7 separate regions of the Mus musculus genome follow, and regions 2, 3, 4, 5, 6 and 7 are each linked to region 1. The links are chromatin contacts, called in public promoter capture Hi-C maps. All regions are on one chromosome and are shown on one strand. The core of a region is the stretch at or near the end of the contact, and the rest is flanking DNA. Distances in the headings are between cores, read along the strand shown.

Region 1 (3,817 bases), core at 705-3,204:
ACACGCCTTTAATCCTAGCACTTGGGAGGCAGAGGCAGGCGAATTTCTGAGTTCGAGGCCAGACTGGTCTACAAAGTGAGTTCCAGGACAGCCAGGGCTATACAGAGAAACCCTGTCTCGAAAAATCAAAAAAAAAAAAAAAAAAAGTAAGGACAATCCTCCTAACTCAGGGGCCATACATGGCTCTGTAGCGTCTTAAAGCATCTGAGGCCTCAGTTTCCTCTTAAAAAGCCACAGAATAGGGCAGTGGTGGCGCACGTCTTTAATCCCAGCACTTGGGAGGCAGAAGCAGGTGGATTTCTGAGTTTGAGGCCAGCCTGGTCTACAAAGTGAGTTCCTGTCTCGAAAACAAAAAACAAAACCAAAAAAAAAAAGCCACAGAATAATGTTATATTTTACAAGAACAATAATAATGTATTTTACACATACATAGCAAATGCTGATGAAAAATTAGCTATCATTATTACCTCATGCAAGACTATGTCTAAACCCTTGTGAGAGCCTAGAAAATAACCATTATCCTTATTTTCTCAGTGAAAAACCTGAAACACAAAGGTAAAGTAACTTGTCAGAAAACACAGAGAGGATGTGAGCCAGGACTTGAACCCTGGCAGTTAAGGTCCAGTGCTTATACAGTTAACTCAGAAGAAGTACATTACTATACTTCTGAGGGACAAAAGGAAACTTCGGTGCATAAATATGAGGTTTCATATGACCTAAAATTAGCAGCATTTGCTTTGGAAATGAAAAGTCAAAATATGTTACCTTCTTATTAAATACCAAAACACTCCTTTTCTCCATCACCAATGCTAACATAAATACCCCCAGAAGACCTCATTTACCAGAATAGCCACTACGGCTGCGGCTGAAGCTGAAATAGGAGTTATAACCCTCAACAATAGCCAGGGGCTCTGTCAGTACATCTCCTAAAAAAAAAAAAAAGAAAAAAAAGTAAATATAAAGTCAGAGGTAAATTAGCACCATGGACCCATGAAAGACTGGAATTACAGTTATAGGTTAGCATACATCAGAGCTGTAATTGAGGGTCAGGAGAAGTGTTTATGTTGACAGGAGCTAGAGAGATGGGAAAGTCAGGAAAGAAAATTATATTCAAATTAGATAGGGAAGCAGAGGAGGGCAAATCAGAGCTAAGTCTTGTGATTTAGATTAAAGTACTCACAGATGCTGGCAGTGGAGATTGGGGACCTGAAGGGTGGGAGGTAGGAGAGGGAATTAGGGAATTCGAGCTGGGAATTATGGGAGAAGAAATTAGGTCTAAATTTGAGGTAAGATATCAAAGAGGAATGAATCTAGGGCCTTGAGGTGGAGAGAAAAGAGGAATTGGAGATATGGGAAGGAGAAATTAAGAGTCTGAGCTAAAGGCAGAGATTAGGTGGGGATTAAGGACTGAGGTGGGGGCAGGGATGGAAAACTGAGGTGTTTGGCTTAGAAGAATGAAAGGAGAAAATTCAAGGCCCAGAGTTCGGGCTATAGAATGAGTGGGAATCTGTGTATGAGGGTTTCAACGGGGAAAGCAGGCCAGGAGTCGGAATTAGGGGTTCTAGCTGGGGTGGGGTTGTTTAGAAAGAAAAGGATCAGGCCTTTCAGATGGGTATAAGGGCAGGATTCTAAGTATAGGAAAACGAAACGCGAAATGAGACAGAACAAAGGTTAGCATCAAAAGGAAAACACCGTAGAGATCTTGGATTCTCGAATGCTCACTGGTCACTTTGGTCTCCTGGAGACAGACAATATCAGCATCCAGCTCGTCCAAAACGCGTCGCAAGGCCGTGGGACAGCTGCTGGGTTCCTGGCATGCAAGGCCTTGCAGGGGACTCCGGATCCCATTGATGTTCCAGCTTACCACGCGCAGCATTTTGGTAAACGGTACAGTTTCCCAAAGGAAGCTTAGGCGGGCAAATGCATTGCTGCCCGGAAGTGAGCTGGCTCCCCGCCTTCCTCTCGCGTTTCCACCGGGCGTTCTCACCTTCCCCTCCGCCCCCTCCGACGGCAGGACGCAAGCAGGGCGGGACTTCGAGTTCAGTTCTCTTAGGCGGGAGACGGAACTAAGGTGGAGGCTGTAGGAAAACCGGGCTTGATCAAACGAGCCTGTCACCCCAGTACTCAGGAAGCTGAGGCAGGGTCAGTAATGAATTCAAGGCCAGCCTGGGCTACATAGCAAGACCCAGACCAAAACCTGGGAAGAGTAACTGGTGAGAGGCGCGTCTCTGGTTGGGCTCCTTCTCTTCTGGCCGCATGCTGGCCTGGACGCCCGAATCTGACTGCTCTTCTCTACTACAAAAGTACCCCCTGATGCGCCAGGTTACTGACAAATGGGATTTTGTCCCTTTGTCAAGGGGCAGGCCTCTGGGGAAACAAGCTGAGCCAACGCCCTACCCGGATCGAGACAGGACTCTGGCTTTAGTGAGCGGCCCCTGGCGGTGGCTGAGGGGCTTCTGCAGACCCTGGAGTCCTTTTGGGCAGTGGCGAAGGGAACTTTCTCCGTTAAGCAATTAAGAACCTAGCTAGCCTCCGTTTTAATGGAGTCTGGAGGAAGGAGACTGCCTCAAATCCTCCCTGTATAGCCATGTTTGTCTTGACTCTCAAAGCATAAGACAGACTTGCATTTGGCTCCATTTCTCAGATGAGCAAAATCGAGGCCTAGACCATTTAAGCTCCAGAATAGTATCATTTCCCGATGCAGTTATGGTTTTCCTGTCTATACCGTGTCCTTTCATTCTTAGGATAATCCAGGAAGAGGCACTGAAGCTAAGTAGAAGTTGAATAAATTCGTCTCAGCCTCACAGAAGTGGTAGAGCCAAGATTTAAACCCTTCTTAATCAGGTAAACAATTGATTTTTTTTTTGTCCACACACCTCTGTGTTTACGTCTTTTCCTGTGGGCACCACTGCACTTTATGGTCCATGGCACAGTATTTACCACAGTGCACAACCCCCATTGATTTCCGTTGTCACTAGACTGCCAGCAGCCTGAATGCAGTGGCCATCTCTGACCCACCTTATATGATAACGGAATAAATATTTAGCAAATGGATGAATAAGCAGGGCAGTAGGGATGAGTTCTCGACTTATTTTTTTGTGACCACAGAAACAGAATTAACAGGAATCGCCCTATTTCCAGGAAAACTATAACTTTGCATCCTAAGGGTTTTTTTTTTTTCCACTGAAAATTGCTACAAAGTTATTCCCATTCGAATGCACACACCCTCAGAATTTCACAGCCTTTGAGCCATCGTCTTCATGGCTATACAGAGCCACAGTAGGCTGCCCCTCCCCCACCCCACCCCCATCGGACTTAAAGGTCACTAGTTACTGCTATCAGAAAAACAGCTCTGTAATTCAAATTCTGTGCCTTGAGCTTTTCCATGCTTTGGGAGTTACTGACTAAAGATCAAATCCCAGGAGTGGGTTAATTAGGACAAGGGAAATGAACATTTTTCTTCATGTCACCAGTTGCTTTCAAGCAAGGGATTTTGCCCATACTGCACTAAAGGCAGATAAATATAAAGCTTTGTCCCAAAGAAATCCAGATCTTGCTCACCTCAATAGCTGGTTTTCATTTCTCCATTCTCCAGTGGCTTGTTAATATTAGTACTGACCTTTGGGGCACGGTGAACAACACATGGTTGGACTGAAGAGAAAAGTCTCTGGGTGGCTCAGGAACTTCTTTGGCAAGTACAGCAGCTAATATTTCAACACTGCACACACCCCTTAACAAGGGTGCTTCCTCAGCCTTCCCAGGAACCAACGGATGTCTCCCGGTTTCCTATTTGATGCCACCCACCGGACCTGCTTTG
Region 2 (3,817 bases), core at 701-3,200, 1.8 Mb after region 1:
TAGGGTAGGGATGACTGCCCCCGACTATCTATCACTCTTTACAAATTAGAAGTAATAGCACAAAGCTGTTCTGCTTCCCTCTACTTGCCACCTTCCACCTTCCCATCTGCTGGCTTCCCTAGATCTCTGCTAAGACCCTAAAGAAAAGGCACTAATCCTTTTCCTGATCTGTAGCAATACTAATCATGAACAATCAGCAATAATATTGACCCTGACACTGCTCAGCACCATCCTATAAACACAGATAATTGTTTGCATGCACCAATTTATTTAATCCCTGCACACATCCATGAAGAAAGGGTTACCAGTCTCTTTGACAAATGGGGAAAATCAAGGTTCAACAAGTGACATGCCTCCACTAAAGTTGCGAACTAGTAGTTAGGAGCCGTGTCCCTAGTAGAATCCATGTTCTCCATATACCAGGTTTTCCTGCACCTCCAGATACAGGGACCTCTGGCTTACTGTGTCATAGATCTGGAGGTCCCAAACACAATATGGGTATCTGAAACAGAAACAGAGAGCCATGTGATAGAAGCCAGGGCCCACAGTGTGGGGACCACTACGTTATTCCTGTCCCCTGTATATTGTCATGGGGATTGGTTCAAGCGCTCTCAGAGCCCAGGACCTGAATGTGCTCCCTACCCCCACCTTACCTTCCTCTATTCCTATAGCAGCTTCCTCCCACTAGCTGGGACACATCTTCCAGGGTGAGTGAGCAAAGGTATGTTACCTGTAGGTAGAGACTGGGAAAAGAATAAAGGAAGGAATGAGGGGTGGTCTGCACTAGGAGCAGCCTCCTTGTCATATCTACCCACCTGCTTGGTGCCCAGGTTCTCTGTCTCTCTTACAGACACACAGACACACACACATACAGATCACAATTCTGCAAACAACCTAAGGAACCTGGAGAAGGAGAAAAGGAAGCTGCAGGCATTGTGAGAACAAGGCTCAATGAGCTCCCAGGTACCCCTTCCACAGCTAGCACACAAGGAATGGTCTTGTGTCTAAACGTGACTATAATGATAGAAGCAGACCCTGTAAGGGGTTGGGGGTGGAGAAACAGGTGGTGGTTCCCTTTCTTATGGGACATTCAGGATTAAAGAAGATGGGGAAAGATAAGCAGTCTTGGGGTTTGAGTGTTGTCATACTCAGTGATGAAGCAGAGAGACTAACAGAGAGACAGGAAGCATGACAGTGATAGAGACTGAAATATATGGAGAGACAGAGAAGTCCCAGCCCCCCTCCTCCCCTAGCTCCTTTATGGAAGAATGCTGACTACTTACCTGGGTTCTCTTAGCAGGACTGTCTTGGAATTCAGGAAGGAGACTCACTCTGTCTCATCCAGGATAAACCACAGCCCAGGCCACATTGTGGGACCCTCACTGATCTGGCAGCCAGTGACACTCCTGCTTCTGTTGCCGTGGATACAGCCTGGTTGATCTAAATCACTGGCAGCAAGGGAAGCAGGTGCCAGAGGGGTGCACTTGGTAGAGCTGGAGATGTTGGGGAACACCAGGTGGGCAGCACACAGCTTTGGGGTGCCCAAGTAGCGGGCAGATGGGGGTCCTGGTAGGTGCTTCTCCCACTACACACTCCCACCCCCATCTTCATGCCACCGCCGGTCTGGGAGGGGGCCAGTGTTGGCTCCGCTACTGTTCTGCCTGCCTAGCTACCGGTTCCCCCCCACCCCCCACCCAGTCTGCCTGCTGGCCGCAGCCTTTTGTCCTCAGAAGACACGGTCCCAGCGGGGCCTCTGCCAAGCTTCTAGCAGATGCTCAGGGTCCTGGACTCCTCCCTGGGAACACAGGAGCCATGGCTTGGGAGGGCCCCAGGTTAGGGGCACACTCTCATCCAGGCTAACCCCACTCTCCGGGCCTGGCGAGGATGGAGAAGAGGTGCAGGTCCACAGCCAGAGGCAGTAGCAGAGGTGGTGTTGGGGAGGGGATGGACGCCAGAAAGAGGGGGAGGGGTGGAGGGAGAGAGAGGCTGGCCTGATAGCCGTGTCCCAGGTTTTAGATCCGGGTTGAGAAGGGTGGCTCAGAGCATCCAAGGGGGGTCCTGAAGCGAGACGAAGGTACAGTGGACCTGCTGGAAGGAATTCCTGGCCCGGGAATCACCCCGCTTCACACAAATCCAGATTCCGTGATGCGGGAAACACCTAGCTTGGATAGGGTCTCAGTGAGGAGTCCTGGCCCCTTAGCTAGACCCTGTGTAGCCTGTTGGTCCTCCCCTCTCCTCGATTTGCACAGTCCCTGCCCGAGGGGCGGGTGGAGGAGGGAGGGAAGGAGGGAGAGCAAGGGAGGGAAGAAGGGAGGCTGAGCAGCCGGGAGACTCCCAGCCACCAGCAAGGTCCTCCCTGGGGCGGGGCGGCTGGGGTTGGGGGAGGGGGCTGGCGAGACCGGGAGAACTTGGCTGCCTGGCTTACTGAATGGGGATGCTTGGTGTGGTGTGGTGGTTGTTCTTGCCAGGACAATAGCTGACTGACAAAATCAGGCTCAGGCCTTTCTGACTTGAGAGAGGCCTGTGTGGAGGTGAGGGGAAGTAGCCAAGAGGTTGCTGAGATAGCAACTTGCTTAGGATACTCGTGCAATGAGGGCAGAGCTTGTAAAGGTCTGGGGTCCGGTTTTGGACAAAGATTCAGGGGAAATTTCTTAGGTTTGGTATGGAAGGTTTGGAAGATAAGGTAGATAGCCTTATTTAGGATGGGGTTTTATGGGTAGGCTCTGGAAGTTGGCTTGGAGAGAGGTGGAGGAGGAGTCAGACACCCAACTCGGAGCCCCTGTGAGGATACCCACAATGATAAATCTACTTTCTCTGGGCCAGGAGGCAAGCATGAACACATACTTAAGGCTGTGTTCCAGGACAGCATGAAGCAAAAGATGAGAAGAATGCCTGGGAAACAGACATGGGAAGACCAGGGAATACAGTTCTGTTTTGAATTGGTTTAAATAGGGACCAAATGATGCTGTGGTGGTTCCTCTAATTTGTAGCAGTCAACAATTCCAGTTCTCTTGATATAAAACTTGTATTTTATTTGTTTTCTTACCCCACTTGTTGGTTCATTCATTAACTAGCTTTATGTAGGTCCAGTGCTGGACTCAGCTGAGTTGGGTAAATCAGACTTGCTGCCTGCCCTTATGAAAACCATGATCTGCTACCAACCTGTGGGCCAGGAAGTCATGCACCTGCCTCTGGATCCCTCTGGTACCTGTGAAATCTAGATCCCCAGGCCTGCTCTCTGGAAATATAAATCTGGTAGGTGGGAGAGGTGTGAAACATTTTTAGAAAATCTTTAGATGGTTATTTTTATAATCTCTAAATTTGGGCACGATGCTTTGGAAAGGGATAAAACCCTATGGACTGAACATAAATTCGAAGTGGAAATTAGAAAGGACTTTGGGTTGATCTAGAATGGAAATCTTTACCTGAAATCTTGTGAAATGTGTCTAAGGCTATGTGGCAGGACAATTTTGTAGCTTTAAATTTACACACACACACACACACACACACACACACACACACACAAAAGGAAGAGTCGGATTTCTGTCTAAAGTTGGAAAAAGAGGACACATTAGACTTAAAGGAAGGTGTAAATAGTAGAATTGATAGTAGAGAGCAATGGGATAGAAAATAGAGAGAAGATATAGCAGAGAAGATCCACAAAGTTGAAGAAGGCTCTTTGACAGATCCTTGAGACATCATGATTCTGGAAATAAGAAAGCATGTCAAAAGGATAAGGAGCAGAGAGGGCATGACACTACTGAACATTAAGTTAGATGAGAAGCTATTAGAATTATAATTTTATGCTTGCAATTTT
Region 3 (3,817 bases), core at 548-3,047, 1.8 Mb after region 1:
CATTTAAATGTTACATGTATAGGTGTTGATGCTCAGTGTCCACATAATGGATGAATGCCTCTAGAAGTCTGTGTGCTTAGGCCCAGTTGCCTCATGTCTAGATATGGAAGTTATGTATCTGTATCTACTTGATACCCTGTGCCTGACTCCCGAGAGCCTATGATCATGTGACACTTTTTAATCATGGGCCAAGTGTTTATATCTATATAAATTCTACTAAAATGTGTGCATTTCAAATGTTGCATACGTGTTTCCCTGGGAATGAGCTCAACAGTCACCAATAGTGGATTGGATTCTTCCTGTTGTACCTTTCCCTTCATTTAACCACTTGAGCCTCACAACCAAGTGGTCTTTCTCCTGATTCTTCAGGGTTCCATCCCATTTCTACTCTCTCCCCTCTAATGGAGAGGATGGTAGACAGATTTGGGATTTCTAGGTATCTAAGCAGAGACCCAGGTTTATGGAGCCTTGTGTGGTTTGAGCACGCTTCCCGAAGAGCTTATGCGCCCTCCCTCCTTAGTCAGTTCATCACCTGTACTCCCCCCTCCTCTCCTCCTTTCTCTATCTGTTGCTCCGTTTATGGGCTGTGTGCCTTTTCCGTTACCCCTCCCTCTTTTATTGTCTGGGATCCATTTTCTTTTTAAATGTTGCAATGCTACTCTTTTTCCCTTCTGCAGTCTAGTTTTAGATGCGATTTTGCCCTCTTGCCATCCCTCTTCCACGCCTTCTAGAATCTTCTAATGGGGATTCATCATCCTCATCTCTGACCCTCCCCCACACCTCTTCTCTCTCTTCCACACATCTCCCCTTCAGTCATGGGCTTCTGGCCCATGCATACTGATGAGAAGGATACTGCTTTGACCCAGAAGCCTGGGATATGCTGGATGATGAGGTCTCTGCGCTCCAAAAAGGGCCTTCGCATCTGGATGAATTTGCGCTTGAGACGCAAGAAGGCCTTGCCTGCCTTGATGTTCACCGCCTCCAGGTCCATTTGAATGCTCTCCAGGGCCTGCAGTATGCTCTCCATCCTCTGGGCACTCCTCTCTCGGCTCTCCTTCGCCTTCCTCTGCTTCCTTCTCCTCCTCCTCCGACGCTGCCGCCTCCTCACACTCTCCTTGTCATCCTCATCCTCATCTTCCACTATTATGATAGCCTCCTCCTTCCTCTTCGGACCAACTAACATCTGGGGCCCCCACCCTCCTAAGCTACAGGTTTCTAGGGCCTTCTCTCCGAGGCTGCTGGGCTCTGCAACCTGAAAGTCAATTGCCAGGCTTCCCCCAGAGATTTCTGAAGATGGGAGCGTTTCCATGATCCCTGTGGAAGGGGCCTCCCCGAACCCTGACTCCATTGCGTGATCCCATCCGGGACTCTCAGCACTCAGGGTGAAATACGCGCGGATCCCCCCTTCCTCAAGAATGACATAGGGCAGTGGTGGGGGCAGCGTGGGGCCCACCCCCCTCATGTCAGCCAGCACCTGTGCAGCCTCGGTTTCTTCCTGGGGTCTCGGACGCTGCTGGGGTGGAGGCAGGGGCAGTCGCTGGAGCGGTGGGGGTGGCGGGGGCGGCAGGTCGCGCTGACGGGGTTCCGAGCTGCTCAGGCGGGGGGTCTTGGCCGGAGGCCCCTCGTCCGGGCGGTCCATGGTGACCGCACTCACAACACTGGCTCTGCGGCTCTCAGACAAGGCCGTAGCCACCAGTCACACTTGAAGCGGAGCCGCCACACCTCACGCGACCAGCTCTGCTCACCACCTCGCTCTGACGTCCCCTCCCACAGCGCCTGCCCCACTCCCACAGCGCCTATCGCCCAGGCCCCGCCCACTCCCTGGCATGGCGTCTGCTCTGCCCGCCATTGGCTGCAGGCCTCGGAGCTGGCGGTAGCGTTCCCTCAGCCCCTGCCTTCTCTCACGCAATCCGCTTGCCAACACTACACATCATCATTTTCTAATTGGCTCCCTTCGCGCCCACCAATCATCAGGCTGACTGCCCCTCAGTGATGAGAGGAAAACTGCGGGGCGATTGGCTATGAGGAAAGCTAGGGTAGGAGCCCCCTCACCCTCAGTCTTGCAATGTTTTAGCCAATGGGAAAAGTACCAGTGATTCTGAAGACCACAAGACTAGGCCCGGGGAGGGTGGCTGGGAGTGCGCAAGCACCAGGGAACGAGATGTGCTCAAATGAAATCAGAGAGCCTCGCTATCATTCTCCCCGCCCCACTCCCCCAACAACTACGCACTTTTAAAATCTGTCCCTTCCCCCACCAGTTTATGCCTGTGGGGTGAGCGCTGTAGCCCCTCAGTCGCAGGCTGCTTTGAACTGCTAGTAGTTTAAATATCTGAGGTCTTTTTGCTTTGGTGGTCAGGTTTTGACATGGCTTTTTCTATTTCTGCAAAATGGCTCCACAGATGCAAAGAGTAACTTCCTCTGCGTCATTAAAAAAAAAAAAAGGTGATTCAACTAATGTGCTAGATTTTTCTAGAACTTTAAAATTCTCTTTGTCTACACATAATTTCTACCCCAGCTTTTCCTAAATGAATGCGGCTATTAATTGTACCCTAATATTATATTTTATTTTGTTTGTGATCAGAAATGGCTGGTCTTTGATGAGGCACGATGGTGGAGTTTTGGCTCTGGTTCTAGAATCCACATAGCAGGTGACTTCCACTGTGACTTTAGCCAAATCACTGCCCCTCTCTGAGCTTGTTTCTTCTACATTAGACATTCCTAAGGAGAGGAGATAATTGCCCATTGCAGCCTTGCTGTGGTAGCAGAGGAAGGAACCTCAGAATCCATCAACAGGAAAATGGATGTGATATGTGTTTTAGATGGACTACTAGAATAAATTTGATCTATGTATAGCAACATGGCTGGATTTCGCAAAAACAGAATGTTAAGTGAAAAAAGAAACAGAGCAAGATTTATAGTACAATACTGTTTATGTAAATTAAAACACATCAATACCATATATTTTCCACAGATACACATAAGTAAATAAACACATGAACGGTGGTTTGGAAGGACACACATTAAGTACTGAAGAGCGGTGCCTATGTGGGGTTGGAAGGATGGGATCAGGAATGGGTGATGAAGGGGACAAAGCAAAATAATAAAAGGACCTTGCATGGACCAATGATAGAGTGTGCCAAGAACTGAGTAATAGGGTCAGCTCAATTCTGTGCACCTGAAGAAATAAGTAAATAAATAGTAAATTAATTGAGTGCTTAGGGAGTAGGCCAGCTGGGTAGATCCCCAGACTTGGGCTTTTTCGTTATGTTATCTTTCCTTCTGAATTTAGTCAAAGCTAAACCAAGTCCCAGCTGTATACAGTGGAACCGTAAGAAGGACTTGCAGTTTAGGCTGAGCAGTTCCTCTAAAAGCCATTACATTGCAGGGGGCCATTTCTTAACCCCATTGCCTTCATGTTTGATCCCTCCCCTATTCCCAGTTCCTATTTCCATGGTGGTCTAATATAAGAAATACCTTGTTTGAAATTTGGGGTGAGGATTGAATCTCCAGACATTGGGAAGAGATGGGGTTCTAAAGTATTCTCTCCTTACCTGGTGCTCAGAAGCTGGGCCAAAGGAAGACAACTTTATGAGATGGGAGTTGACTCTCTTGACACATACATACATGAAAAATTTCAGGTTCCATCTCCTAAGCACTCTATTTCCTGCTGCAGGCACATACTAAGTTTTGTCTCCTCTCCATTGTGTGTATGTGTGTGTGTGTATACTCTATTTCTTCACATATATGTATTTGCTCACATATGTGTACCAGGCAAGTTTTCCTCAGAGGTTCTTACCCACACAAAGTCACACAGACA
Region 4 (3,817 bases), core at 826-3,325, 1.6 Mb after region 1:
TTTTTTTTCGATACAGGGTTTCTCTGTGTAGCCCTGGCTATTCTGGCACTCACTCTGTAGACCAGGCTGGCCTCGAACTCAGAAATCTGCCTGCCTCTGCCTCCCAAGTGCTGGGATTAAAGGCGTGCACCACCACTGCCCTGTAGCACTTGGCTCTTAAAGAAAGGCAGACATTAGGCTGGTGAGATGGCTCAGTGGTTAAGAGTACTGACTGTTCTTCCAGAGGTCCTGCATTCAATTCCCAGCAACCACACAGTGGCTCATAACCATCTGTAATGGGATCCAATACCCTCTTCTGGTGTGTGTCTGAAGACAATTACAATGTACTCGTATACATAAAATAAATAAATACAAAAATAAATAAATTAGCAATGAAAATAATTTTTTAAAAAAGAGACGCAGATATTATTATCTCTAATCTTCCTAAGTAATGAAAGGATTACTTAACTTCATTTTATGAACAAGAAAACCAAGGGTCAGGGACGTGAGGTACTTGGCAGGGCCCAGTGAGTAAATAATCTGTTCCAGGAAGGCATGCTTTTGTATTTTCACATGCTCACAAAAGTTCCTGTTGCATAGTATGACTTTCACAAATACAAATCAATGCATTTTATATCACTGGCTTAAAAGACTGCTCGGTTTCCTTTTGCCCTGTGGTATGTCTGGGCTAAGGACATTAGAGGAGACTGGAGGAAGAATGGGTGGTGCTGAGACCAAAAGCCTGGTGTTCTTTACTCTTTACAGAGATGTTCCTCAGGTAGAAAAGCAAAATGTCTTCAGGTGAGGAACAGCAAACTTACTAACCTTAATTTTAATGCCTTTTCTCCTGTCCAGTTCCATTACTTTACATTATTATTACTATTATTACTATTGAGTTTTTGAGATGGGGAGTAGCCCTATCCTGGCTATCCTGGAAGTAGTTCTGTAGACCAGGATGACATTGAACTCAGAGATTCATCTACCTCTGCCTCCTGAGTACTGGAATTAAAGATGTATGCCACCATGCCTGCCCTTTTTTTTTTTTTTTTTGGAGACAAGAACTCACTGTACAACCTGCCTCTGCCTCCCAAGTGCTGGGATTAATGGCATGTGCCACCTACTGCCCGGCCATTAGTAATAATAATATTACTACTAGTACTACTACTACTACTACTTTGTGAGGCAGGATCTTGCTATGTAGCTCAGGCTGGTCTCAAACTCAAAATCCCCCCCTTTTTAGCCTCTATGTACTGCATATACATGGAATAAACAAAAATGTAAACATCCAGGCCTTTTGGTTTTTTTGTAGCAGTAGTTGCTACAAAAATGGATACACACATATTATACAAAGTGTTTATATAGTTACAATGTATACCAAACAGTCGAAAGCATTCTTTAAAATGCTGATGGCCAATGATACTGGGGAGAATAATGCATTTTTACTCTACGTGGGACTGAAGCTTCTAAAACTCCACATTCTCTAGGGAGTGAGGAGTTTCCTTCTTTCATTTAAAAACAAAAACCTCAGAGGTGTAAGTCTGGTAAATCTTCAATTCACTCAGCAGTAGACACGCGGAATGGGAGGGGGAGGGGGAGGAAGGGGGCGGAGGTTCCTCGAAATCACCGCCTTCCGTGGTTCTCACTGAAAGGACCTGAGAGAAGCAGCAAAGGACATTGGGGAGGAGACAACCGGCTTGGGATCTAGGGTGTGTGCGTGCGCGTGCGCGAGCGTGTGCGAGCGCGCATGGGCGCGTACTAGTTTAGGCTCACTACTTATGGACACTAGCTCCTCTTCCGGTTTGTCTAGAGACTGCGCATGCGCATCACTGGCCTTTAAACGTGCATCGCCGGTCCATCCGGTAAAAGGATCCGGCCATCGATTTACAATTTTGTTCTTCCGCCAATGAAATGAACTATTTTCTCTTAGCCTGAGAAATGTTTTTAACTAACCACCTCCAAATAAGGGACATATACAACCCGATTTCTTTCGGTCATCACATGATGAAGGCTTCCTAGGTTTTTTTCTGACTCAAAGTAAACGGAACTCGGAGAGACACCTTGCGGAGGGATCTGGTTTGTTGTGGTGAGGTACAGAGGTGGGGGGGAGGAGACGCTGACAAACCAAGATGGCGGTGGCAGCGGTGAAACCTGCCGCGACTGGGACTTAACTGTAGTAGTGAAGGCTTCAGTAGTTGGGAGGCAGCGGTAAGGTGTGGAAGAAACGGAACAGGACTAAGAACCTGTAAAAGGAACCTCAGCCTGAGACTTTTAGAGCACGGCACCCGCCCCCCTAAGCCCTTGACGGGCGGTGGCCGTCCTGCTTAGGGCCTAGACTCCGAGAAGTACCTCGGTTTCAGACAGCGGCGGCGCCATGCGTCCTTAAGGGCGACCTGAGCCCTCCCGATCTCTGGCCCAGCCCTCGGGCCCACCATGGAGCTGGGGTCCGACGATTTCCTACCGCCGCCGGAGTGTCCGGTGTTCGAGCCTAGCTGGGCCGAGTTCCGAGACCCTCTTGGCTACATCGCGAAAATCAGACCCATCGCCGAGAAGTCCGGCATTTGCAAGATCCGCCCACCCGCGGTAAGGCTGGGAGCTGATGGTCGCCAGCGGCGAGTTTGTGGGTGGATCCGGGTAGCCAGTGGTGAAGTCCCGGGCGGAGGGCAGCAGGTGTGGGAAGAATATGGGATGGCTGGTATTTTGTGGATGCCTCACGAAGCGGAAAAAGGGTGCTGGGGTCAGGGCTCCTCGTTTTGTGGCATACAAGTGACCTGGGGTCTGAGACCCACTCCCACTCTGCTCTTGAGAATTTCCCTTGATTCAATACACAGATGCTTAATGGGCTGGGGAGAGTTCGCAGGGAGGCACAGAGACTCCCATCTTTTACTTTGTATCACCCTGGTCGAGGCAGTTACAAAGTAACGACTACTGTCATTATTCCCTTTAAGGCAAGCTGTGTGGTGTAGTGGAAAGATCACGTCTCAAAAGGGAGTCAGACGTGAGTTTAAAACTACTTAGAAGGTTAGCAGCTGTATGACCTTGGGCATGTAAAGTAATCCCTGAGCCTGTGAATTGTGTGCTGGGAATAATTAGATTAAACCAGGTAACATAGTGCACTCTGGTAAGTGGTAATTACTGTGACTGTGAAGGTGCTTGATGTGGTCATTGGTTTGCTTCTGTGTGTGTTGACTCATGTTTACTCACGCTGTCAGGCCAATTCATCTCTGATAATATCCTAGCCTGGTGGCCAGTCAGGAAATCATTCTCACAGGGAGTGCTCTTTCTGGCTCCTGCGTTTTCTAGTTGAAGGTAATGTCAGAACCTTCTTGCACATGGTCCCCACAGCCTTCCTATGGAGAAGTTTAGACCAGTTAGCTTGGTATGGCCTTCTCAGAAGATCTGGATTCTACCTCAGGCTCAGAATGTAGATGATCCTATAAGATAAGGTTTTCTTGGGTCCCCAGGAACAATAGTGGAGATATGGAAATCTTCCTTTGCTTCCCAAATGTTCAGCAAAAAGGACCATATTGTTGCTTCTAGTCCTGACTAGCCCAGGGGAAGTTTTCCAAAGGCTAGGACAGGCTGCTGCCTTGCTGACACACTGGAGGAAACAATGGTGAACAGTGTTTAGTAACCACTTGAGATTCCTGGGCTGGTTTGAATTTATCCGCAACAATGTATCTTCGAGGAGGTGCTTCTGGATGTGGAAGCCTTATTCCCACTTGACAAGAGCATCTTAGGTCTTCTTATCCAATTCAGTGCTTTTGTTGCCCTTTCATAGGCTGGTTTTAGATGGATCCTCCGGGCCCTAGAGTCTAGAGTCCTTGTTGGTCACAGGTGT
Region 5 (3,817 bases), core at 887-3,386, 1.6 Mb after region 1:
AAAAAAAGAAAAAAGAAAGGAACTGATATTTAGGGGCTCAGAGGTTAAGAGCACTTGCTGCTCTTCCAGAGGACCCAAGTTCAGTTCCCAGCAACCACATCAGGTGGCTCACAGCCACCTGTAACTCCAGCTCCAGGGGATCCGATGTTGATATGTAGCATACACTTTTACACATACACACACGCACACACACACACACACACACACACACACACACACACACTAATAATGATAATATAGTAATAATAATAATAAAATAAATTTTTACAAAGAAAGTGATGTTTTTCCATTTTATTTTCTGCCCATGGAAGGATAGCTTAAGAACATCATTTTGTAGCTGTTTCTATCAAGGCAGTCCTGAGCAGTGGGAACTAAATGAAGTCCAGTACTCAGTGGCTAGCTAAGCACACTAGAGAACTTCTGCATCAGCTCAGAAGGCATTTTTCATGCCTTGTAATCATTCTGGACCCAAACCTATGTTAGAAAGCTGGCTATCCCCATTGTTCTTGAGCTTTCTCCTTGGTTAGTCACAGCCTTCTCAGCACCTTTCATTTCACTCTGCTGTTTCTGTCCAATCTCTTTAGGATCTCTACAGAAGCACAGAACATTTATCACTGGGAAAATCAGGGATGGACTCAAAAAGAGGCATTTGACTTAAGGCTTCCACCTTGTCCTCCTCCTTTTCTCCTTACTTCTTTCCCTCTTCCTTCTTCCCCTTCATGTGCAAGGGTGTTTTGCCTGTATTTATGTCTGTGCATCACATGAGTGCCTGGCACCCTTGAAGGCCAGAAGAGTGTTTAAAATCCTTCTTGAGCAGGAGTTACAGTTTGAGTTGTCACGTGGGTGCTTGAAATTGAACCCAGGTTCTTCGGAAGAGCAATTAGTGCTCTTAATTTCTGAACCATCTCTCCAGCTCCTAACTTTCTATTGTTATTTTGGTTTTTTGAGATAGCATCCCACACTGTAGCTAAGGATTGTGTGGAACTCATTACTTAGTTCAGGTTGGCCTCTAAATACTAGCAGTCTTCCTGCTTTAACCTTACAAGCACAGGTATTATAAACCCATGCTGAGAATTTGATTCAGGTCTTAATGAAAAGATAAAACTTCACTGATTGGCAATGGTGGAATGAAAGAAGATGCCATTTCCATGGGGATTAGAAAATGACGGTTGAAGAAAGATGTTTTGACATCAAGTCTGACTCTAATGGGGAGTCCTGGGGCTTGTTGGAAATGATCATCAATGATCAAAAAAAGACCCTTGTCAAAAAGGCCTTCCTTGGTCAAAAGACCCAGTAACGGGCTAATATAGGGAATCCTGGGGTCGGATAGGATTGGAAATCTGAGCATTGATTTGGATGAAGAATTTAGAGGTTGGCGGGCTGAAGGTAAATGCCTGAAGAGTTACATGTGTGTGTGTGTATGGGGGGGGGGGTTAGTGGTGGTGGTGGTGGTGGTGGTGGTGGTGGTGGTAGTAGTAGTAGTAGTTGAATTCCAGGGACTGTCTGGGATATGGAACTACAGACTGGGTGGGCTGGAGGATCACAAGGCTAGAGAAACGCAGAAGTACTGAGATGGAGTAATGGTCTATAGACTGACTAGTTGTAATGAAAAATCAAGAGATTGTCATGGAGCTGGAAGGAGATCATCTAAAACAAGAAGCCAGCTGGGATAAGGAATGGGATACTGAGTGGGGTTGGCCGACTGAGGGGTTGGAAGTCTGAGTTGACTGAGTCTGGAGACTGCCTGGGCTGGGTGTTTTGACGGCTTGGGTCTTGGGCCTGTTGGGCCAGTGCATATTAGAATAGGTTGGAGGACTTCATTAGGCTGTTAGGTGAAGACCCCAGGACAGTTGGAATGGAGATATCTCCTGCAGGCTGAGCTAAGGCTGGCATCCAGCTGAGGTGCCAGTGCTTTGGGGCTGGTCCAGCTAGGGTGTTGGTGGCGACTGCAGGTGGGGCGCGCGGGGGCGGGTCGGGAGAGCTGGGTGGGGGCAGGGGCGGGGGGCGGGCCGGCGGCCGGGGCGGTCCCGCGCGGCCGCGCTGCGCAGTGACTCCGCAGCGGGCGGAGCGCCGTGGGCCGCGTCCTTCCGAGCCCTGGCGGTGGCGGTGGCGGTGGTGGTGGCGGCGGCGGCGGCGGCGGCGGTAGCCTTAGCTCCTGCGCCCCGTGCCGCCGGCCCCAGCGCTGTCTCCCGGGCCCCCTAGGGCCCCCGGGCCCCCGAGCCCGGTGCGCGCCCTCGCGTCCCGCCGGCCCCCTCCCCCGGCTGGGCCCGGGGGAGGGTGGCGCCGTGAGCGAGCGGGGACTGGGCTCTCCTGCCCGTTCCCCTGTCCCTGGGCCGCCAGGATGGAGGCGGGGTCCGGTCCTCCGGGTGGCCCGGGATCTGAGAGCCCCAACCGGGCGGTGGAGTACCTGCTGGAGCTGAACAACATCATCGAGAGTCAGCAGCAGCTGTTGGAGACCCAGCGGCGGCGCATAGAAGAGCTGGAGGGCCAGTTGGACCAGCTCACCCAGGAGAACCGCGACCTGCGGGAGGAGAGCCAGCTGCACCGTGGGGAACTGCACCGGGACCCCCTTGGCGCACGGGATAGTCCTGGCCGCGAAAGCCAGTACCAGAACCTGCGTGAGACCCAGTTCCACCACCGCGAGCTGCGGGAGAGCCAGTTCCACCAGGCGTCCCGGGACGTGGGCTACCCGAACCGGGATGGCGCTTACCAGAACCGGGAAGCTATCTATCGGGATAAGGAGCGAGAAGCCTCCTATCAACTTCAGGACACTACCGGTTACACAGCCCGCGAGCGCGACGTGGCCCAATGCCACCTGCACCATGAGAACCCAGCCCTGGGTCGCGAGCGTGGCGGGAGGGAGGCTGGGCCAGCGCACCCGGGCCGCGAGAAGGAAGCCGGCTATTCCGCGGCGGTGGGCGTGGGGCAGCGGCCACCGCGGGAGCGGGGCCAGTTGAGTCGTGGCGCATCCAGAAGCTCCAGTCCTGGCGCTGGCGGAGGTCACAGCACCAGTACCAGCACCAGCCCGGCTACAACCCTCCAGAGAAAGTAAGGAATGTGTTTGCGGCCCCCACCCCACCCATTCCTTTCCCTCTAGATCCCTCTCCAACTTAGCTGGCAGATAAAGTATATGAAGCCCATGCCTGATCCCATTTCCTGCTTCGCCTGTCCCAATCGGGAGAAGGTTCTCCTCAACCGGCTGACATGCTTTCCCTAGCCACCACACATTGGTTTGGTCAGACGAGTGCGGGCTTCTTTTCCCTGTAGAACCAAAGCCAGTTAGAGACTAAAGCAATTCCCACTACCTCCCTCCACTTCTTCAGCCCCTAGCTGTATCCTTTCCAGAGGATGGATTAAATAATTTTTAGACAGAGGTGGTATCAACTCAAGCCCCCTAAAGAGAGAAACACTCCTACACACCTTTTTTTTTTGGGGGGGGGTGATCTCGTCTCGAGGCAGGTGGGGACCAGAATGGAACTGCAGCACATCTTGGCATGGGGAGGGGGGGTGATGGTGGCAAAGATGGGGGAGCAAAGATGGAGGCTAGGCCCTTGGTTAGTTTCTCAAAGTCCAGCTGGTCTCCACCCTTCAAGAAAAACAACACCCATTTAAAGAGCCCTACCAGGAAGGGAAGTCCATAGATCTCCCATCTGTTGGATCAGCTTCAGACCTGTGCTGGGGTTTGTACATGTGTCTGAGACAGGTTAGGAATATTTTCTGAGTTGATGGGACATGGACAGGATCTACTTTTCCTATGTAGATCCCATTGTGTGCTGATTGGGATAAATGTATTAGGCTGTGAGTCAAGGGCACGAAG
Region 6 (3,817 bases), core at 450-2,949, 1.4 Mb after region 1:
ACTGTGGTCAGGATGTAATATATGAGAAAATAAAGTAATTTTTAAAATGTAAAAATGAACACAAAAGAGTTCACTATGTCTGTAGTAAGTGTATTAGGCCAGAGAAGAATGCTTTTTTTTTTCTTTTTCAATGCAGTCCCAGTGGAAGAACTGCCTCCCCCCCCCCCTCTTTGAGACAGGGTCTTGTCATGTAGTCTACTTCTGACTAGCCTAAGATTGGCTATGTAAACCAGCATGGCTTCAACATTTGCTATAGTTATCCTGCTTCTGCCTCCAGAACACAAGGGTCAAAGTTGCTGGGAACACTTCACATGACACTTGGATTGTGGTCTGGGACTGGTAGGATGTCTCAGTAGGTAAAGGTGTCATCACCAAGCCTAATGATCTGTTTGATTACCAAAACCCACACGATGGAAGGAGAGAATCAAATCCCATAGTTGCCCTTTTGACCCTACACAGTATACAAACACACACACACACACACACACACACACACACACACACACGAAGGAGGTGGTTAAAAAATAAAGACTTCTAATCTGGTGCTAAATCCTTTGATAAAGTAGTGACAATCAGTATACTTATACTGCTATCAGCAACCAAGAGTACTTGAGGGGTGTTTTCCTTGACAGGGAAGTAGATGGGAAAATACTTAACATAGAAAGGACATAATGCAGTTTTATAGGCAGAAAGTGTAGGCTCAGATTTGTGGACCTGAAGACTTTGAGACAAAATATGGATGGAAGACAGTTTAGATGTCCACCCTCAAGTTCCTAATTGACTGAAAGGTAGTCTAGGATAACCAGAGACCTGAGTTTTTAACAACATTTTCTAGATGAGGTCCAATCTACAATGTGTGATCTGGGCATTGAACATAGAAACGGAGCAAAGGATGAGCTGATTAGAGATGTCCTTGACTCTGAGTTTGCTTTCCAGAAGTACATGTTTCATAAGGCCCACTTCCTATCTCTAGTTCCTAGTGACATGCCCTGCCCCTGCATAAAAGTCTAATCCTGCCTGGCCGCTCTCTATCCTTGCTTCGACTTATTTATCTCTCTGTTGCCTGTCTGTATTTCAGAATCTTCTAGTCTTCTCAGCTATACATTCTGGAATCTGTACTTGGGCTGTTTGTAGCTCTATAGTAGAGTACTTGCTTAACCTCGGGGTTTGATTTCATCACTGAAAAAAAAAAAAAACAGCCTCTACGTCCCTTTAGTTGTCTATACTGTAATTTTATCTTTTCCTAAATGAACCGTGTCCTCTTTGGAAATATGGACCTTGTATTACACCCTGTGTATGCCCAGGACCTGGTACCACATAGGAATCGATTTCATTTACACTTGAAAGCTTTCCTGAGAAAGGGATTCAGTTTCTGAAGGGACTCAGTTTCTTCGCCCTGTCTTTCTCCGGTGGAGCTGTCTGTCTACCAAAAGATCTGCTAGAGAGCAGGATGAAGGAGTAATGATTTCAAGCTGGAGCCGCTAGGTTTTTCTACAAAGGATAGGTTCCTAACCCTGGGATCTAAACTTTTCCCTTTCCAAGGTCCGGGACAGCAGGCCACACCCCTATCTTCCCCACCCTCCTCTGCCGCAACTGCTCCCCGCCCCCGCGACAGCCGCTCCACCTAGTAGGCGGCTCTGCGTCGGCCAATCAGCGAGAGCATGTGCAAAAGGCACTAAAAGCCCTCCTCTGGTGGCGAGGCTTGTGCAAGATGGCTGCGGCAGTTCGGAGCGTGAAGGTAGACTGCTCTGTGCCTCTAACCTTTGTTTTTATGCAGGCTAGGACTGCGCGGGCAGGAACAAGAGAGGAGATATCGGTGCATGGAGAACGCGTGGTTTTGCGGTGGTTGGGCTCAATCGGTGAACAAGCAATGTTCAACTACATCTGTGTGTGAGGGGTCACAGAAAAAACATTCCTGGGATGAGACACGCCCCCGCCCCCCAAGTTTCGTCGCTGGGGGAGAGGAAGCACATTTAGGTCACTGACCGTCCCCGCTTCTTCTTCGCAGAACTCTAGAATTGGCAAATGAAAAGGTGGGGAGTGGTCTGGATAATAGCAGTTTACCTAGTACCTTTTCACAGGGCTTGGTCGCGGTAGTAACTGGAGGAGCCTCGGGCCTTGGCCTAGCTACGGCCAAAAGACTGGTGGGACAAGGGGCCACAGCTGTACTTCTGGATGTACCTGACTCAGAGGGTGAAGCCCAAGCCAAGAAGTTAGGAGAAAGCTGCATATTTGCCCCAGCAAATGTGAGTCGTGACTCTCCTCGTGCACGAGGAAACTTGGGGATTCCTTCCGTAAGAGTGGTATCTGGGGTCGGTCAGATGGCTTAGTGGTTAAAGGCACAGGATGCCATCCATGACACCCCCGTTTGATCCCTGGGAACCACATGGTATAAGGAAAGATCCAACTCTGACCTCCACACGTGTGCCCTGGCAGGAACATTCCTGCACACACACACACACACACACATAAACGGAAGGCGGGGGGGGGGGGGTGGGGGGTGGGGGGTGGGGTGGGGGGGAGCGGGGCGGGGCGGGACTCATTTCCTTTTAGCTTTGGACTGGAGTCTTGGATACTGTGAGAGCCCTGCAGTAAGAAAGCTAAAGCCGGGCTCAGCACTATGGGGATGAGAGGATTGGACACACCAGGATTTCCTGGAGAAGATATGTTCAGTTGGAATGCATATCTTGCCCAGACATTTTACATTTACAGAGTTAAAAAACTTCAACTCAGCAGGTAGGGATTTTTTTTTTCTTTTAATGCTAGGTCATGTTCCTGTTATTTTCAGAACTGATCGTATTGGAGTACAGCTTGGTGGCAGAGTTCTTGCCTAGCATGTGGGAGGCACCTGGGTTTAGTCATCAGTACTTGCAAGAGAAAAAAACCAGAAGTGTTTATAGTGCCCTGATCTGTATTAACTGAGAATAACCCGAGGCATATGAATCAAGAGAATACAGATTGGGAAATGTTTTGCAACACTCTTCTATAGTATCTACCATTTCCCCTTTCATCTTCATTTGTTTTATTACAACTCTTTCTTGCCCACCCCCCTTTGCTCACACAGTTCTGTTCCCACCCAAGATCTGGGTCTGTCTTCCTCTCCAGGTTTAGTGGTGTGTGTATGGTAGGAAAGAAATACCTCTCCTTCATCTCTTCCTGTCTAGGTGACCTCTGAGAAGGAGATACAAGCAGCTTTGACTCTAGCAAAAGAAAAGTTTGGCCGTATAGATGTGGCTGTCAACTGTGCAGGTATTGCAGTGGCCATTAAGACATACCACCAAAAGAAGAACAAGATCCATACTTTGGAGGACTTCCAGCGGGTTATCAATGTAAGGCCTTGGCAGATCTCCACGGGGAGGATAAAGGGGGTGTGGCAGTGAATATTCCCAAAGCGTGTAAGGAAACAAAAGGCAGCCTCTGTCCTAGATCCTACATCATGGTTCTACCATCCTCCAGGTGAATCTTATAGGCACTTTCAATGTGATCCGCCTGGTTGCTGGGGAGATGGGCCAGAATGAACCAGACCAGGGAGGCCAACGTGGAGTTATCATTAACACTGCCAGTGTGGCTGCCTTTGAGGGCCAGGTATGTGAACGGAGGAGGGAAGCTCTTAGCTGAATGACTTTTGGGGGATCTCCCACATATGTTCTCCACTCTTTTTCCAGGTTGGACAAGCTGCATACTCTGCATCCAAAGGGGGCATAGTGGGCATGACACTGCCCATTGCTCGAGATCTGGCTCCTACAGGCATCCGTGTGGTAACAATTGCTCCAGGTAGACATTTCTCTTTCTTACCTTTTTGCTATACTAGGACTGG
Region 7 (3,817 bases), core at 666-3,165, 1.2 Mb after region 1:
GTGAGGGGCGAGCAGGCAAGCTTCATGGTCACTACTAGGCGCGCGCGCGTGCGCGTGCATGTGTCCTGATATGTATGTGTGTGTGTGTGTGTGTGTGTGTGTGTTCTGATATGTATGGTGCTGCAGGACACACATTCATTTTGTTTCATTGCATTAATTTTTAAAACTATTTTATGTATCTTAGTATATCACAGCATTCAATTGTGTCCCATTTTTACATAGCTATATTGTATGCTTGGACTACAGTTTATTTAACCGTTTCCTGATTGTTGTACACTAGCTTGTTTTCTTTGGGGGAGAGGGGGCTATTGCAAGTAATGAATGGGCTTGTGTATGTTTCGTGCACATGTACGAAGGTATTCCTGTAGGAGAAATTCTTCGAGAAGTAATAGCAGAATCAAAACGTGTATGTATTTCAAATCTTGATAGATTTATCTAAATCTCCTTCCCCAAAGGCCATAATAATTTACACTCTCCAACGTAGTACGATATTGCCTATTTTTCCATAGCTATGCCAACATGAATTGTTACTTATCTTTATATCTTTTCAGTTATACAGTAAAAAATCACATGTCGTTGCTTTCATTTTACTGCTGTTTGAGCATATTTTCATTTTTCTAATTACAAAAGTCAGTAGTTAAATATGAACAGTCTTGTATATAAGCAATAAACATTTTGAAATTTTAATACCAACCCCCCCACTCTAAATTTCAAGAAAAATAAAAATATCTGGAAGTAAACTATAAAACTTTCAGGAATACAATGGAAGAACGTTTGCATAAATGGAGAAGGAATATCAGGCTTCTGCATAGGAAGCCTCTATTCTGTAACGATATTCATTTTTCTATATTGATTCAAGCAGTTGATGCAATTCCAATAAATATACTAAGTTTTTGGAACTTGACGATTCTAAAGTTTATGAGGGGGGGATGGCTAAGAATAACCAAGAAAATGTTTTTAAAGATGGGGGTGCTTGTACAATTAAACTGTACTCTGAAGGAAGCATGTTTAAATTAGAATAGACAGAACAATGGATTAGAATGGAAAAGCTCACAAACGGGCCAGACTGGATCCCGATTTATTGGAGAAACATTGTTGGTTAGACATGCAAAAACTGCCATATTAAAATCTCCAAGCGCCTTTCTCCCCACCCCAAGCTTGAATTTGCTTTTGAGGGCAGACGCCTTTGTTTGGAGAAAACCACTTTATTGGGTCTTTTTTGTTATAAGGTAAGGAAAGCCTCAATATTTAAAACTGGTGACTCCGGAGGTAGAACTAATGATATGAGCTTTTAGTGAAAAGATGGATTCAGGTTAGCCTGCAGTGCGGCGAAGGAAGAAGTATGGATATTAGAGGTCTTTAGATTTTTCCCCCCATGTTTTGAGCACAAAAACTGGTGTGTCATTGTTTCCATTTGCATTTGTGTGTTTATTGTAAATTGAACATCTTTTATGCGTTAGTTAAGACTAGCACGTTATTCCTCGAGGCAGGTAACAATGGGAACCCATTCTTTTCGCTTTCGGAATGGAGTTTGGCTAATTGGTACAGCCCTGCTGGAAGCGTGAGAATAAACAGGTTGACTTTTTAAGCACTAGGCAGGCTCCAGACACCTAAATCGGGGGCGGAGGTAGTTTTCAAGACATGGCCGAGATTTGGCGCTGAGCTGTGTCATCGCGAGGTTTGGTAGCAAGCTCCGCAGTGGGTCGGAAACCTCGTGGTAAGCGAGATCCCTAAAGGACGAGAGCTTCCTCCCTTTCCCCGAAAAAACTCCCAGTCATTTTCACGAAGCTCCGCCTTTCTCCTTTTTAGGAGCGTGCACCTGGTCTCGCGAGATCTCATGTTTCCTAAAGGCGAGGCGCGGGCGGTCTCCTGCGGTGAATTACGAAGGTCTCGGCGAGGCTGAACGTAATATCGCGATAGTTCCTACGGCGCATGCGGGAGCCGGCGGCGGCATGCTGGCTCCGCCCCGTAGTGCTCCGTGAGGTTGTGCGTCATTTGCTTTTCGCTTCGCGTGGGGTGAGAGCGGAGCGGTGGCGATTTGGGGTTTGGTGGCAAGCGAGGGTTGGGACGGGCTGGGCTCAGTTTTTCCTGGTCCGGTGGAGGTTCTCCTGGGATCACGCGAAGGCGGCGGCCGAGGTTGGCTACTGAGTGCAGGAGCTGCGGAGGCGCGAGCAGCGTCTTCTGGTGCTGCCGTTCTTAGCCGGTGAGTTCTCGCGGGAGCAGGGTTACGTCCTCGTGGGGATTCGCCGGCGGTGGCGGAGATACCTTGGGGGTGGGGGGGCAGTGACTAGGGTCGGGCCGCCTGTTAAGATGGCGGCGGCGGCGGCTGCCTGTCTTGCTCTTACACGGTACCAAGGGGTTAGCTATCCGCGTTTGTGACGCTTCTCAGGTACCAGACGTTAAGGAGATGACGAATGGCGAAACGTCGTGGTGCCGGTAAATCCTTCCTGAGCTGAAGACCATCCTGTTTCTTACCGGTTAAAGCGACACCATTTCCCCCGGCCTCTGCCTCGTGTGGGCCTGCCTTTGCCCCACCAATCGCTCTTCGCCTCTGTTTTCGTCGTCGCAGTGGGCGGGTTGGGAAGTGCGGGAGGGAGTCCATAGTTCATTGGGTAGTGGGCTGGGGATTAGATTAAAAAGTGGGAGAGAGGGACGCACCTAAGATTGTTCTCATAATTATTGCGCGCTTGCTGCTTCTCAGCCCTTGCAGCGACCCATATGAAACCCCTAGTTTTTCTTGATCCGAGGTGGGCTCTGCTTCCCTGCTCCCGCGGCTTTCGGGCTAAGGTTTGAGAGGTCAATCTGTAGAGTCATTAGAGTACCTTCCCTTTCCCAAATTCTGTCTCCCTGTCAAATCGCTCAGCTACGTGAATATCGGGATGCATTATTAAGGGGAGAAGTTAAAAAAAATCCTATCACTCCTCCTCTGTAGTCCTAATTTAGAGCCTAGCCTGAATCATCTACCCTGTCCCATGTCCTTCCGTGGTGCTTTTGGCGCAGATGTTAAAAGAGCTTATCTTATTCCCTGCATTTACTCCATCTTTGTGGATGGATCAGCAGTAACCTTCCATTTTCCTAGGTCCTCTTGCTTGTTTATCCCTGACGCGGGGACAGCGTACTGATTTCTTCAACTTTGAATGTTTTGAGACCATACTTGGGCAGAACAATAAACGGGTCAGTGGTCGGATAATTGCAGTCTTAGTGGTCTCCTTCGTGCCCCCACTAGGTGAAACTTTGCCTTTCCAACCCCTTCCACGCTACAAGCTCTGGGACCCGCCCCCTTTCCCGCCTATGTTTCTGTAGTCTGCTGGTCTGTATATCTTTTTGTTTTGTTACAGCTAACCAACATTTAAGAACTAAGTCTCACTTCTTAATCCTTATATTTCTCTCTTAACTGCTCTTCCTCCCACCCCCAGGAGCTGAATCCCCTAGCAAGGTGTCGACCCCCAGTACCTTTTCCTTCCTCCAGGAGTTTTACCCCTAAAACAGTCACGCTCCTTTTAAATTTAAATTTACTTCCTTTCTCCTCAAATCACTTCTATTATAGACAATTAATTCCCTATCACGTGTTTCCTTTGTAGATAACATGATTTGAATTACTTTTTATTTAGCACCAGTGTTGCATAGATTGAGGAGATGCTGCCAACATTTCCAATTCATAGGAAGCAGCCTGATTTAGAAAGTTAGTGTTTGCTTCCAGTTCACATTGAACTCATGACCTTGGGCAAATTACTTTTCAGATTTTGTTTGTTTATATAATGAGGGTAGTAATGCTTACCTTGTAGAAAATTTGCCTCAGAAAGTTTGGGTGCCTTTT

Evidence for each region. Promoter capture Hi-C pulls out the DNA fragments that hold promoters and counts their contacts. Capture Hi-C pulls out chosen DNA fragments and counts their contacts.
Region 2: a promoter capture Hi-C map of liver shows a contact between it and region 1, with 4 times the contacts expected there. The contact joins the promoter of Gpr173 here to the promoter of Apex2 in region 1. A contact is called at or near these places in 3 of 39 promoter capture datasets (the 3T3-L1 cell line, cranial neural crest and hippocampal neurons), 1 of 115 datasets of contacts at active chromatin or transcription factors (embryonic stem cells) and 2 of 9 other capture datasets (adipose tissue and liver).
Region 3: a contact with region 1 is called in a promoter capture Hi-C map of liver, with 8 times the contacts expected there. The contact joins the promoter of Tspyl2 here to the promoter of Apex2 in region 1. A contact is called at or near these places in 7 of 39 promoter capture datasets (the SN4741 cell line, cranial neural crest, embryonic stem cells and 3 more), 2 of 115 datasets of contacts at active chromatin or transcription factors (astrocytes and extraembryonic endoderm stem cells) and 2 of 9 other capture datasets (adipose tissue and liver).
Region 4: a promoter capture Hi-C map of liver shows a contact between it and region 1, with 9 times the contacts expected there. The contact joins the promoter of Kdm5c here to the promoter of Apex2 in region 1. A contact is called at or near these places in 15 of 39 promoter capture datasets (the 3T3-L1 cell line, the HPC-7 cell line, HPC-7-derived erythroid cells and 9 more), 5 of 115 datasets of contacts at active chromatin or transcription factors (astrocytes, bone marrow-derived dendritic cells, embryonic stem cells and 2 more) and 2 of 9 other capture datasets (adipose tissue and liver).
Region 5: a contact with region 1 is called in a promoter capture Hi-C map of liver, with 6 times the contacts expected there. The contact joins the promoter of Iqsec2 here to the promoter of Apex2 in region 1. A contact is called at or near these places in 2 of 39 promoter capture datasets (cranial neural crest and liver), 1 of 115 datasets of contacts at active chromatin or transcription factors (astrocytes) and 2 of 9 other capture datasets (adipose tissue and liver).
Region 6: a promoter capture Hi-C map of liver shows a contact between it and region 1, with 4 times the contacts expected there. The contact joins the promoter of Hsd17b10 here to the promoter of Apex2 in region 1. A contact is called at or near these places in 8 of 39 promoter capture datasets (the HPC-7 cell line, cranial neural crest, embryonic stem cells and 5 more), 3 of 115 datasets of contacts at active chromatin or transcription factors (astrocytes, embryonic stem cells and pro-B cells) and 1 of 9 other capture datasets (liver).
Region 7: a contact with region 1 is called in a promoter capture Hi-C map of liver, with 8 times the contacts expected there. The contact joins the promoter of Huwe1 here to the promoter of Apex2 in region 1. A contact is called at or near these places in 15 of 39 promoter capture datasets (the 3T3-L1 cell line, 3T3-L1-derived adipocytes, the C10 cell line and 9 more), 4 of 484 Hi-C or Micro-C datasets (B cells, cranial neural crest, erythroblasts and 1 more) and 2 of 9 other capture datasets (adipose tissue and liver).

What each region holds. Positions count from the first base shown.
Region 1 is chrX:150,586,201-150,590,017 of GRCm38.p6, forward strand. It overlaps Apex2 (apurinic/apyrimidinic endonuclease 2), which reads right to left and starts at 1,955. Exons shown (of 6, transcript NM_029943.2): 1 at 1,723-1,955; 2 at 843-926. The coding sequence starts at 1,876. It also overlaps a transcript of Pfkfb1 not described here.
Region 2 is chrX:152,366,768-152,370,584 of GRCm38.p6, forward strand. It overlaps Gpr173 (G-protein coupled receptor 173), which reads right to left and starts at 1,951. Exons shown (of 4, transcript NM_001359449.1): 1 at 1,284-1,951; 2 at 654-743; 3 at 354-502. It overlaps 3010001F23Rik (RIKEN cDNA 3010001F23 gene), which reads left to right and starts at 1,805. Exons shown (of 4, transcript NR_045451.1): 1 at 1,805-1,927; 2 at 3,075-3,255.
Region 3 is chrX:152,340,687-152,344,503 of GRCm38.p6, forward strand. Tspyl2 (TSPY-like 2) reads right to left here and starts at 1,798. Exons shown (of 7, transcript NM_029836.4): 1 at 854-1,798. The coding sequence starts at 1,639. Gpr173 (G-protein coupled receptor 173) reads right to left here. Exons shown (of 4, transcript NM_001359449.1): 4 at 2,912-3,817.
Region 4 is chrX:152,231,152-152,234,968 of GRCm38.p6, forward strand. Kdm5c (lysine (K)-specific demethylase 5C) reads left to right here and starts at 2,076. Exons shown (of 26, transcript NM_013668.4): 1 at 2,076-2,559. The coding sequence starts at 2,410.
Region 5 is chrX:152,142,132-152,145,948 of GRCm38.p6, forward strand. Iqsec2 (IQ motif and Sec7 domain 2) reads left to right here and starts at 2,137. Exons shown (of 15, transcript NM_001114664.2): 1 at 2,137-3,048. The coding sequence starts at 2,342.
Region 6 is chrX:152,000,197-152,004,013 of GRCm38.p6, forward strand. It overlaps Hsd17b10 (hydroxysteroid (17-beta) dehydrogenase 10), which reads left to right and starts at 1,700. Exons shown (of 6, transcript NM_016763.2): 1 at 1,700-1,738; 2 at 2,082-2,246; 3 at 3,165-3,329; 4 at 3,457-3,585; 5 at 3,666-3,774. The coding sequence starts at 1,712.
Region 7 is chrX:151,801,367-151,805,183 of GRCm38.p6, forward strand. Huwe1 (HECT, UBA and WWE domain containing 1) reads left to right here and starts at 1,916. Exons shown (of 83, transcript NM_021523.4): 1 at 1,916-2,203.